3 separate regions of the Gossypium arboreum genome follow, and regions 1 and 3 are each linked to region 2. The links are chromatin contacts, called in public Hi-C maps. All regions are on one chromosome and are shown on one strand. Each heading gives the region's core, a stretch centred on a gene start, on an enhancer-like site or on the middle of the called end of the contact. The rest is flanking DNA. Distances are from core to core; before and after follow the strand shown. Region 1 holds the start of LOC108456301 (zinc finger protein AZF1). Region 2 holds the start of LOC108479638 (formin-like protein 6). Region 3 holds the start of LOC108459970 (cyclin-D5-1-like).

Evidence for each region. Hi-C and Micro-C count contacts between places; a contact is called where the count stands out from the background.
Region 1: a contact with region 2 is called in a Hi-C map of leaf, with 2.3 times the contacts expected there. The contact joins the promoter of LOC108456301 here to the promoter of LOC108479638 in region 2. A contact is called at or near these places in 2 of 5 Hi-C or Micro-C datasets (both in leaf).
Region 3: a contact with region 2 is called in a Hi-C map of leaf, with 4 times the contacts expected there. The contact joins the promoter of LOC108459970 here to the promoter of LOC108479638 in region 2. A contact is called at or near these places in 2 of 5 Hi-C or Micro-C datasets (both in leaf).

The regions. Positions count from the first base shown.
Region 1 is chr12:40,454,791-40,458,243 of ASM2569848v2, reverse strand. It overlaps LOC108456301 (zinc finger protein AZF1), which reads left to right and starts at 2,014. Exons shown (of 1, transcript XM_017754899.2): 1 at 2,014-3,373. The coding sequence starts at 2,464. The coding sequence ends at 3,144. LOC108454157 (glucan endo-1,3-beta-glucosidase 1) reads left to right here. Exons shown (of 3, transcript XM_053023236.1): 2 at 1-292; 3 at 382-601. The coding sequence ends at 413.
Region 2 is chr12:40,759,305-40,762,641 of ASM2569848v2, reverse strand. It overlaps LOC108479638 (formin-like protein 6), which reads right to left and starts at 1,562. Exons shown (of 4, transcript XM_017782354.2): 1 at 1-1,562. The coding sequence starts at 1,245.
Region 3 is chr12:41,230,187-41,233,430 of ASM2569848v2, reverse strand. LOC108459970 (cyclin-D5-1-like) reads left to right here and starts at 1,864. Exons shown (of 5, transcript XM_017759364.2): 1 at 1,864-2,549; 2 at 2,636-2,722; 3 at 2,819-3,107; 4 at 3,193-3,244. The coding sequence starts at 2,301.

The DNA.
Region 1 (3,453 bases), core at 765-3,264, 300 kb after region 2:
TGTAATCCAGCCTATGACACTGCACCAGCACCAGAGACAGTGGTGGTGCAAAAGCTTTGGTGTGTGGCTAAGCCGAGTGTCCCTACGGAGACACTGCAAGAAGCAATGGACTACGCTTGTGGTGAAGGCGGTGCTGATTGTAAAGAACTTATGCCAGATGGGAGCTGTTTCTACCCAGACACCATTGTTGCTCATGCTTCTTATGCTTTCAACAGCTACTGGCAAAAGACCAAGAGAAATGGAGGAACTTGCAATTTTGGAGGCACTGCTATGATTATCAATGCTGACCCAAGTAACTTAAACTTAACCCATACTTTGTTTCCACTTAAATTTAAGCTCTAATGCCTTTTCAATTACAACATGGTTTCGTGTTTGTTTCAGGTTTCCTTGAGTGTCGGTTTGTTCTCAGCTGAAGAATGGAGAATGTTGGGATTGTTTGAGTACAATGTAGGATGTGTGGGGTCTGATTGCAAGGTGGAATGTCTATTTTTTACCCTTTTTTCTTGGTGAGTAGTTGTGGTGTAAGGCATGTAGCAAGTTGGAGTTAGAAGATCCAGTTTATTTATCCTATGACTCATTTGACTTTGATTCCGTATATAAATGCCCTCCTAATAATGTTAAAGAGTTTATGTGGGCCGAAAAGTCCATAAATGGATATTTAGGAGATATATCGCCCCGAAGTGTCCATTATACAACAGAAGTAATTGGGCTTGCTATAGAGGCAGGTCATACCTCCAAAACACCCAATCCCCAAAATTTGGTCACCTTAGTAATTTTTTTTATCACTTAATTATGACAAGTTATATAACAGTTATTTAATTATGCGATTTTTTTGTTACTAGTCGATAAATGGTAATAGAAAAAAATGATAATTTTTAAAATTTGCATGATAGAAGTTTTAACTATTGATATTTTTATATATTGTGTCAATTTAATCTTAATTTTTTAAAAAATTACTTTTAATTTTACACATTATATAATTTAATTTTTTAATTTTGTTTTTTTACCTTTCACCTAAAAATTAAAATAACAAATTTAAAATTTTTTATTGTTTAAATTATTTAAAATTAAAATTTATTCTTCCATTTAAAAGTTCTGTTATTAGTTCATTCACATTACTCTTGTATATAAATAAATGCACATTTGAAGAATAACATCCACCTCGCTTTTATCCTTCCATAAATTTCTTTACCTCTTCAATTGCTTGAACCCTAGCAAAACATAGTTCCCATGTGGTGCCGTACTACTACCGAGCCATGACGTTGCCTGCCGCCGCTCGTGAACTGAATGAATAATTGACTTGTCGGCAACAACCAAACAACATGACTTGTTCAATCGGGTAACTACCTCTATGAGCTGCCCCAATTTGTTCCAAGTATAGCAACTAAATGTCTAATAATAAATAAAACAAAAACAAATTTATTGAGCCTACGTCTTGACTAAGATTCCAGCAAACCAGTCATTTTCATGTATTTGAATATAAAGAAGTGGTATTCTTGTACACCTCATTATATTGGAATACCTTTAAACAAAGCTGTTTTTTTCTTTTTTTTTGTAGTAATAAATTCAATTTTATTTTCTTGCTATATACGATCTACTTTGAAAGTTCCTATATTGAGATAAAGACCGAGGTGAAGAGTTGAATAACCCGATCTTTTAGATAAGCTAAGGTAACTAAGGTCATGGTCTGAGGTCCACGTCGAGCAGGCTAGCAAAGGCTTGGCCCACACATTGCAGGGTTTGTGATGGGTGCACTGCTTGACCCCCCGCTCATCACTCGCCGGTTGTTAGACAGGTGAGCTAAGGACAAATGGACCACCCCAAGTAATTTCCTGATGACTCAACTAACTAGAAAAGTCGCAGCCGCGGTTACCAATTGACACGCCTTACTATAAAAATCAAACTACCATAAAAGCCAAGTTAAGTTCCCACTATGCCACTTCTTCTGCTGTTGGTGCAACACGCTGAACACACCCATCCAAGACCATTTCAATTTTAAAACACATTACAGTCGGATTCGGCCATTACCTTTTCAACCATATCCCATGTTTCCACTACTAAACACACACTTCCACCTTATCATCGTATGTGTGGGGGAAGTTAAATATTGAAGTAGCAACTTCCCTAGTATTTTACCAAACAAACGTACGGAAAGTTCCTGTTGAAATTACTGCAAGAATAAACAAAGTCTTGATTGTTGACTTAGAAACAGTCACCAGTTTGAAGACAACACCAATTTATTACTATAACAACCCAATCCACACTCCACTCAACCAATGGACGACGACATGCAAACATAAAACTTTCTTCAACCTGCTCATTCTCAGTCTCCACTTATTAAGCACTTTCTTTCCATGCTTCCCTTCTATTCCTTGTTCCTCCCAATATAAAAACCATTCCTTTGTTCACTCTAAACGCTCACTCCAAGCCAACCCCAACTCCCCATTGAAAAACCTCTCTTGAATGGCTCTTGAAACGTTGAATTCTCCAACTTCAGCCCCTCCACTGCTCCACCATGATGATACAGTTGACTACCACTGTGTTGAGCCATGGACAAGGAGGAAAAGAACAAAAAGACCCAGAACTGAAAACCCGCCAACGGAAGAAGAATACTTAGCTCTTTGCCTTCTCATGCTGGCTAAGGGAACCACCAGGAACAACCCCTCAGGCTCAGCTGCCGCCAAAAACTCCCTCAATCATAACTACAAGTGTGAAGTTTGTAACAAATCGTTTCCAACTTATCAATCTTTAGGGGGACACAAGTCCAGTCACAGGAAATTTGTTGGAGCTGATGAAGACTCCACAACCACCGCTGCTGCTGAAGATAAATTCACCGCATCCACGACGGCTACAAATTCACATGCCATGATCAGCAACCAAGGTGGCAAGACACACACGTGTTCCATCTGTTACAAGACGTTTTCTTCAGGTCAAGCCTTGGGAGGACATAAAAGATGCCACTACGAAGCTGGCAGCAACAATAATAACAGCGGTAACGATGGTGTTAAATCCTGGAGCCAGAGTCAACGTGACTTCGACTTGAATTTACCTGCTGGACCAGATGAAACAAGTATGGACGTTCTTAGACAAGATAAATTTTGCCGCAACGATGAAGAGGTCGAGAGTCCGTTTACCGACGCTTAAGCACGGAAGCTGCAAGGTTTATTGAATGTTTTGTAAAAAATCAGATTTAGATTAGGTGAATGATTGGAGTGGACTTTGTTGTTGTTTATTTTAGTCTTTTTCTTTTTCAATTTAATTGGCATGTTTTAACGTTATTTATTTATTTACTTTTTTAGCTCTCTCTTGGTTTTGTTGATGTACATGAGGATTAAGGTCATTATAAAATATTTGTTTGTTTGGTATTGAAAAATTTTATATGCTCATGTCTTCTTCTTAAATTTGTTTATGATTTAAAGTAAAATTTTGGAAATTTATTTTGGTAATTTAAAT
Region 2 (3,337 bases), core at 313-2,812:
TTTTAGAGACACATCGGTTTCCAAGGACCTTACTGTCCTCGGAATTGAAGGTCCCGTTGCTGGGAACGGAGGGGGCGGTGGAGGTGGAGGTGGAGGCGAAGGTGGAATTTTTGTTCTTTGTGGGGACAAATGGCTGCTAATTGATCGAAGTAACGCCACATTTGGAGGAGGAGGTGGGGAGGAGAATTTCGCCCTTTTTGCACAAGTAGTTTCTTCGGTCTCATGTAACTCAGGGGCTAGGCTTTGTGATTGTTGAAGAGGCGGTGGTGGTGGAGGAGGAGGAGGCAGCTGCGACCGCTGCTGCTTTATTGAAGGGATAATAACACGCTTCATTTCGGGTGAAGAAGCCAAAAGCCTTGTTTTTGGAGATGTTCTTTTGGAACGAGGACGACCAGAATTAGTATTCCCATTCATTTCTGTCTTGGCCGGAGTCACCAAACCGCCACTAATCGAACGTGAAGCCGGAGTATAATAGCTTTCTTCATTGCTAATAGTTGAGCCCTGGGGGGTATAAAAACCAGTCCCCTGACTCTCTTCACCAGAAGAAGATGATGAAGGTGACATTGCCGTGGGTGAACAATTCTCAAATGCAGGAGGCTTAGCCAAAGGAGGCAATGGCTGCAGTTCAGGACTTGGCCTATACCGATCCCATCTCTTCCCTGAGTTCAATTTATGATAAGGTGAACCATTGGCTCCTCCGTTCACTTCACTCACCGATCTCCTCATTGGCTCCACTGTTCCAATGTAAAGAAAACTGGAAGGTGGCACCCCGGAATCTTCCTGGAACCTCTCCGAGTTCCCTCCAACAAGCTTCTGGGTATCTCCAGGGTGTTTAGCCCTATGACGGTACAAGAAGAAAGCAAGTCCTGATAACATTCCCAAGGTTACAATCCCCACAGAGATTGCAATTGCAACTCTTTTAGCTGGTTTGGTGGGTTGTGTTGCGGTTGGGATTGGGATTGAGCCATTGGCCGCTGCAGCTGGTGGTGTAGATTGTTGATTCTGATCTGGGGATTGCTGACCTTCAGGGAAGAATGGCTGAGTTGGGTCAGGCGGCGGAGGAGACGGTGGAGGTATAGAATTGTCGGTCCCTGGAGGTGGGGCTGAACCAGCTGGAAATAATGGTTGGTGTAGAATTCTTCTATAAATGATAAAATCCTCAATTACAGAAACAGCAGCTTTTGATGTTGGTGAAGACAATGGTAGTAAGATGAAAAAGAGGAGAATATGATAAGCTGCTCTCATGCTGAATTTTTCGGGTCCAATGTTGTTTCTCCTTTTTCTCAAAATTCATCTACGGGGGAAGACATGACTTTGCTTCTCCGTTCCTTTCAACCCTTGGCAAAGAAAAGATAAATAATTAATTAATTAAAAGAAAAAAAATAGCACTTTATTTAATATTAAGAGAAAGAAGAATTGGAGTTGTTTAGTCAGGGGAAGCTTCTTTTTGATGCAAGATCTGGATGCCAAGCAGATGAGTTCAGCCATAGCCCAATTTTACTAATTTCTAATTTTTCCTATTTACCGGAGGTGGAGGAGATATGGGATTTTTCTTATAATCATATTATCTACCTAAAAACAATTTAGATTATCTAAATTAAAATTATGTATTTACTCGTATGTAATATAGAAGAGAAAAGAAGTAAAAATGAAAATTAATAACCTTTTATACTGTTGTTCAAATGAAGACAAGAAAAAGGAGCTTTTTTTTATATAAATAATTTTATTTTATTTTATCATTTAATATTTTTGGTTAATTACCTGACACTCGATGTAATATGACAATTTTGTGGGTTAAAGAAATTATAAATAAAAAAGGTGACTGCTTTTCACTTTATAAGTAAATAATTTTTAACAGTGTATTGTTTTAGACAAAGATGGTAGCTTTTAAAGAGTAAATACATTTAGGTTTTATGAAGTGACTTAACTTTTTTTATTAATAAAATTAATCTCATAAAATTATATTCTTTATATTGTGGGTACCACGTATGAAATGAAAAAAAAAACAGATCTGAGAAGACAGAATAAACTTTTTAGCATATTGAGTGGGTTTAGATCAAAAGTAAAAAGACGATGATGACCATGGAAATGGTGAAAATAAAATGACCAGGTTGGTATCCATTTTTGTCCAATTAATTTATCTAACTGTTTCATCTTTCGTCGGGATCGAGAAAATGCAGTGGCACATATTTTATTAAACCTTCTTTCTCGCTTTGGTGCCATTAAATCTCTGTGCCCACTCCCTACTTTACTACTTTATTTAAAGCCTAAGCCCTAAGGTAAGATGTTGAAATCTTTATAAATGATGAAATTGAGAAAATTTTTCTTTTCAATTTGATGAAGATAATAATCTTTTTAAATATATAAAACTCTTAAAATAATTTCTTAAAAAGTTAAAGAAATGATCTATATTCGAAGATTGATGGATTGCTAAAATTGTATATAAAGATGGATTTAAACGGTTACAAATTATTAGGTTGAGTGAAATGATATAAGTTTGAAATATTAAAATTGATATTATTAAAACGGATAATTCTCACATAAATTATAAATTGGAAATTAATAAATAATAAAAACTTTTAATTTAACTTTAATAAATTTATATTTAAATCGATTAAATCTTATTTTAATTAATATCGATATTATTATAAATGTTAAAAATTAAATTTTATCGAGTAATTTTAGAAGTTGTATAAATATATATATATATATATATATATTTAATTCAACATTTTTATTAACATATGAACTCAATTCATCCTGATCTAAAATCATCTAAATTAACCTTTCTCAAAAGCAAGTTAATATAATAAAACACTAGATCAATATAAGCAAAAATTTAAAGGAACAGAACACTTACCACAACAAAGAAAAAGCAGCCAAATTTATGAGAAGAGTAGCAAGTATTTGGATGGAAATAGAAGAAGATGGCAGCCCACTAATCAGCAGAATCTATTGAATAAGCAATCGGCAGCAACTTTGAAATAATGAAGTCAATAGCAACGCCAATTAGATGGCAAATAGGAGTGAAGTTTCTTTAGAAAGAAAGATTGAAGCAAAAAGCAAGTTAATTGAGGAAGTAGCAAAGGAAGCAGCTGAAACAAGTTTAGCGTGGCAAATAGCAAATCGAGGAAGACTGGAGCAGCATATTCGAGGGACAAATAGCAGTTGTGCATTGGAGGCTGATTGAATAAATATTTGCAAATATTGAAGCAAACGGTAGACCGAAAGAATTGTGGCAAACGATAGAATTTTTTTCGAGTAGATGCAAATATAACAACTTGGAAAACTGAAGCTCTGTCGGCAAAGGAAGGAAATAAAGAAAGATTTTAGGTTA
Region 3 (3,244 bases), core at 615-3,114, 470 kb before region 2:
TTAAAGCCATACATACACACATAACATATTTAAAGAATTCAAATACACATATACACATATATCTTTTTAATCAAGTTGATATTTTTAGTTAAACAAGTTGATGAGTACTATTTTATTAATTTCTTATAAGCAAAATGTGTATACATGTGCATACATAAATATATACAATAGTAACCTTTCATAATAACTTTCTATTATTAATTTTTAAAATTTAGTAATTATTTATAATTTCTTATGTTTTTAATCATTTTAAATAAATTTCTATAATTTTGTATGATTTTTATAATTATTTAAAATATCACTCCAAAATGAACCTAGAGTAATTGTTGTCAAAGGTCATTTGAATCTAAACATCCATTCGTCCATATCCATTTTGACCGTTGTTTTTAATCATTTTATAATTTTTAATTATTTAAAAATCATATTCAAGATGAACTCGGACAACCATTTGATCAAGTTCATCCGGATATGGTTTTTAAATAATTATTAGAAATTTTATTTATTTATTTATGGATTTTAATTTTAGAATTATTTATTTATTTATTTATTTATGGATTTTAATTTTTAAATATTTTTTATATGAAAAGCATGAGGTACACGTGGAACACCATGTATTAATGTATGATTGATCCGTTAGCCATGTTATCACTTAACAGTAGAAATGAATGAATTTTTTAACAAAAGAACCAATTTACTCTTTAATCTAACATACACGGACTAATTTGCTTATTTTTTGAGTAGATGAGGTAAAATGTAATCTATCTCCTACTATAAGGGCCTCCATGGTACTTTACATAATCCTACTCATCCTCTAATTCCACATCACTTACATTAAAAAAAATTTTAAAAAGCCAAATAATTACTTAGTAATACAACTGAATGGAATTTTTAATAGAATGATCTATTTGTACTTTTCTTCCTAATGTACAGGGGCTAATGTGTCGTCTTCTTCTTCTTCTTCATTTTTTTTTTGTAGAAGAATAAAATGCAATCAGACTTTTAGTATAGGGGCATCCATTGCACTTTTACCGAAATTATACGTTAAATTAATATTATTATACTTAATTGTTCTATTCATCTCTAGTGCATGGAATAAAAATAATACACTTTGATAAACCATTGGAAATTTTATTTTATTTTGAATATTTTCATTTCATTGAAAATGAAATTTTTAGCATTTATTATTTCAAATGTGTTGAATAATCAATTTTAATCTTTTACATAATATAAAATTTTCAGTAAAAATAAGGTTGAATAAGATAAGTAAGTTGTACTTATCGCTTAAGCTAGAAAAGTATTAAATCAGTTTTATTTTATTAAAATTAAAATGAAATATCTCTTTAAAATGAGATATTCAAAATACTATATTTATCTTTTATCTAAAACAATTTAAAATAATATAAATATTATATTAATAAAATTAATAATTAATAATTAATAATATTTTAAAATCAATATTTATATTTATCAAACATCACAATTATATTTAATAGTTATATTTACTAATTTACCAAATAATATTCTAATATAAATTCATCATTTATAAAATTTAAGAGTAAAATTTCAATACTTAAAATTTTAATTATGGCATCATTTAAACCTAGTAGGAGTTTCATTATTCCACTAACAATGGCCGTGTATAGGATACTTTAGTAATAATTATACAATACCTTTGACCCGTATGCTACCAACATAAGCAGAATCTCCCAAAAGATGCAGAGAATTGAGGGAGAGAAGCGCGTAAGAGTGGGGTGCATGATTAGTTTCCTACGGTGCACGATTAGTTTCCTACGGTGCACACTCACCGTAACTGCCAAATAACGCCTATTTCTCTCTTATATCTCGTCCGCTGATTTTGGCGGCACCAAAACCGCGACTCTCATCATCACCTTCCCTTTTCCCGCTTTTTCACTCCTCACAACTCAAATCTCTTTTTAGGTCATTTTGGTTTAGTTGGATTCTTTAGATTTTTTAAATTATTTATTATACTCAATTTGATTTTTAATATTTTATATTATTTTTAGTTTTAAATTTCTATAATTATTCGACAAAATGAACGTCTTTTGAATATTATTTTAAATATAAAATACTTATTTTTACGCCATAAAAATTAAAATGATTTATAAAGTAAATAAAAAATTAAATTGGGGACTCCCATTCTCTAGGATTTTCCTTAATCTCCTCAGACGTGTATTCAACACTCTACATATATACTACTAGTTGTAGCCTTGTAGGAAATAAACGACCAAACCCATGTTTTGTTTTTCTTCTTTTGGTTGAGATTTGAAGTCCACAGACAAATGGGGGAGTTTGAGAGTTACTTTTCTTGCTCTAATCTCTTGTGTCAAGAAACTGAAGAAGAAGTTTCTTTTTCTGAAACAGAAGCTGAAGACGATGAAAATCTTTACTTGAATGATAAGGATGATGATGATGAATATATTGAGAAGTTGATTCAAAGAGAAACTTCTTGTATCTCTGATTATCCCATTACCATTCGAAACAAATGGCCGCAATGTGCTCGCTTGAATGCTATTGAATGGATGTTTAATGTTTGTATTTTTTCTGATTTTTCTTTATTTATTATTTTCCTTTTTAGTAGGGATGGTTCGATGAAACATTTTTTTCTTTGATCTAGACAAGAACACTCTTTGGGTTTCAAATCCATACAGCATATCTGTCTGTAATGTACTTGGATCGATTTCTCTCAAAGAAATCCATTGATGTAAGCCCCTTTTTTTTTTTTTCTTTTATTGTTCAAGCAATGGTCAAATGAAAGGTTTCTCGTTTGTGTTTGTAACAATGTATTTTTGGATGTTAGGATGGGAAGTTGTGGGTTATTCGATTGTTGTCGGTGGCGTGTTTATCATTAGCAGCAAAAATGGAAGAGCGCAGAGTACCTGTTTTATCAGAATATCCTATACAAGATCACTTTGAAAACAAAGTGATTCAAAGAATGGAGTTATTGGTAGTCAGTACTTTGGAATGGAAGATGAGTACAATCACGCCCTTTGCTTATTTATCTTACTTCATCCATAAATTTTATGGTGAATCTAAACCTAAAGGATTAGTCTCAAAAGCTCTGCATCTTATTGTGCTTATGATAAAAGGTAATTCTAAAAATCCAGCTTTGAATGTAGTTATGAACTTAGCTTTGTATGCTTATGTTTACGAATAGATCTTTTTGATGTGCAGAAATCAATTTGGTAGATCATCGATCATCGGTTATTGCTGCAGCTGCGGTGTT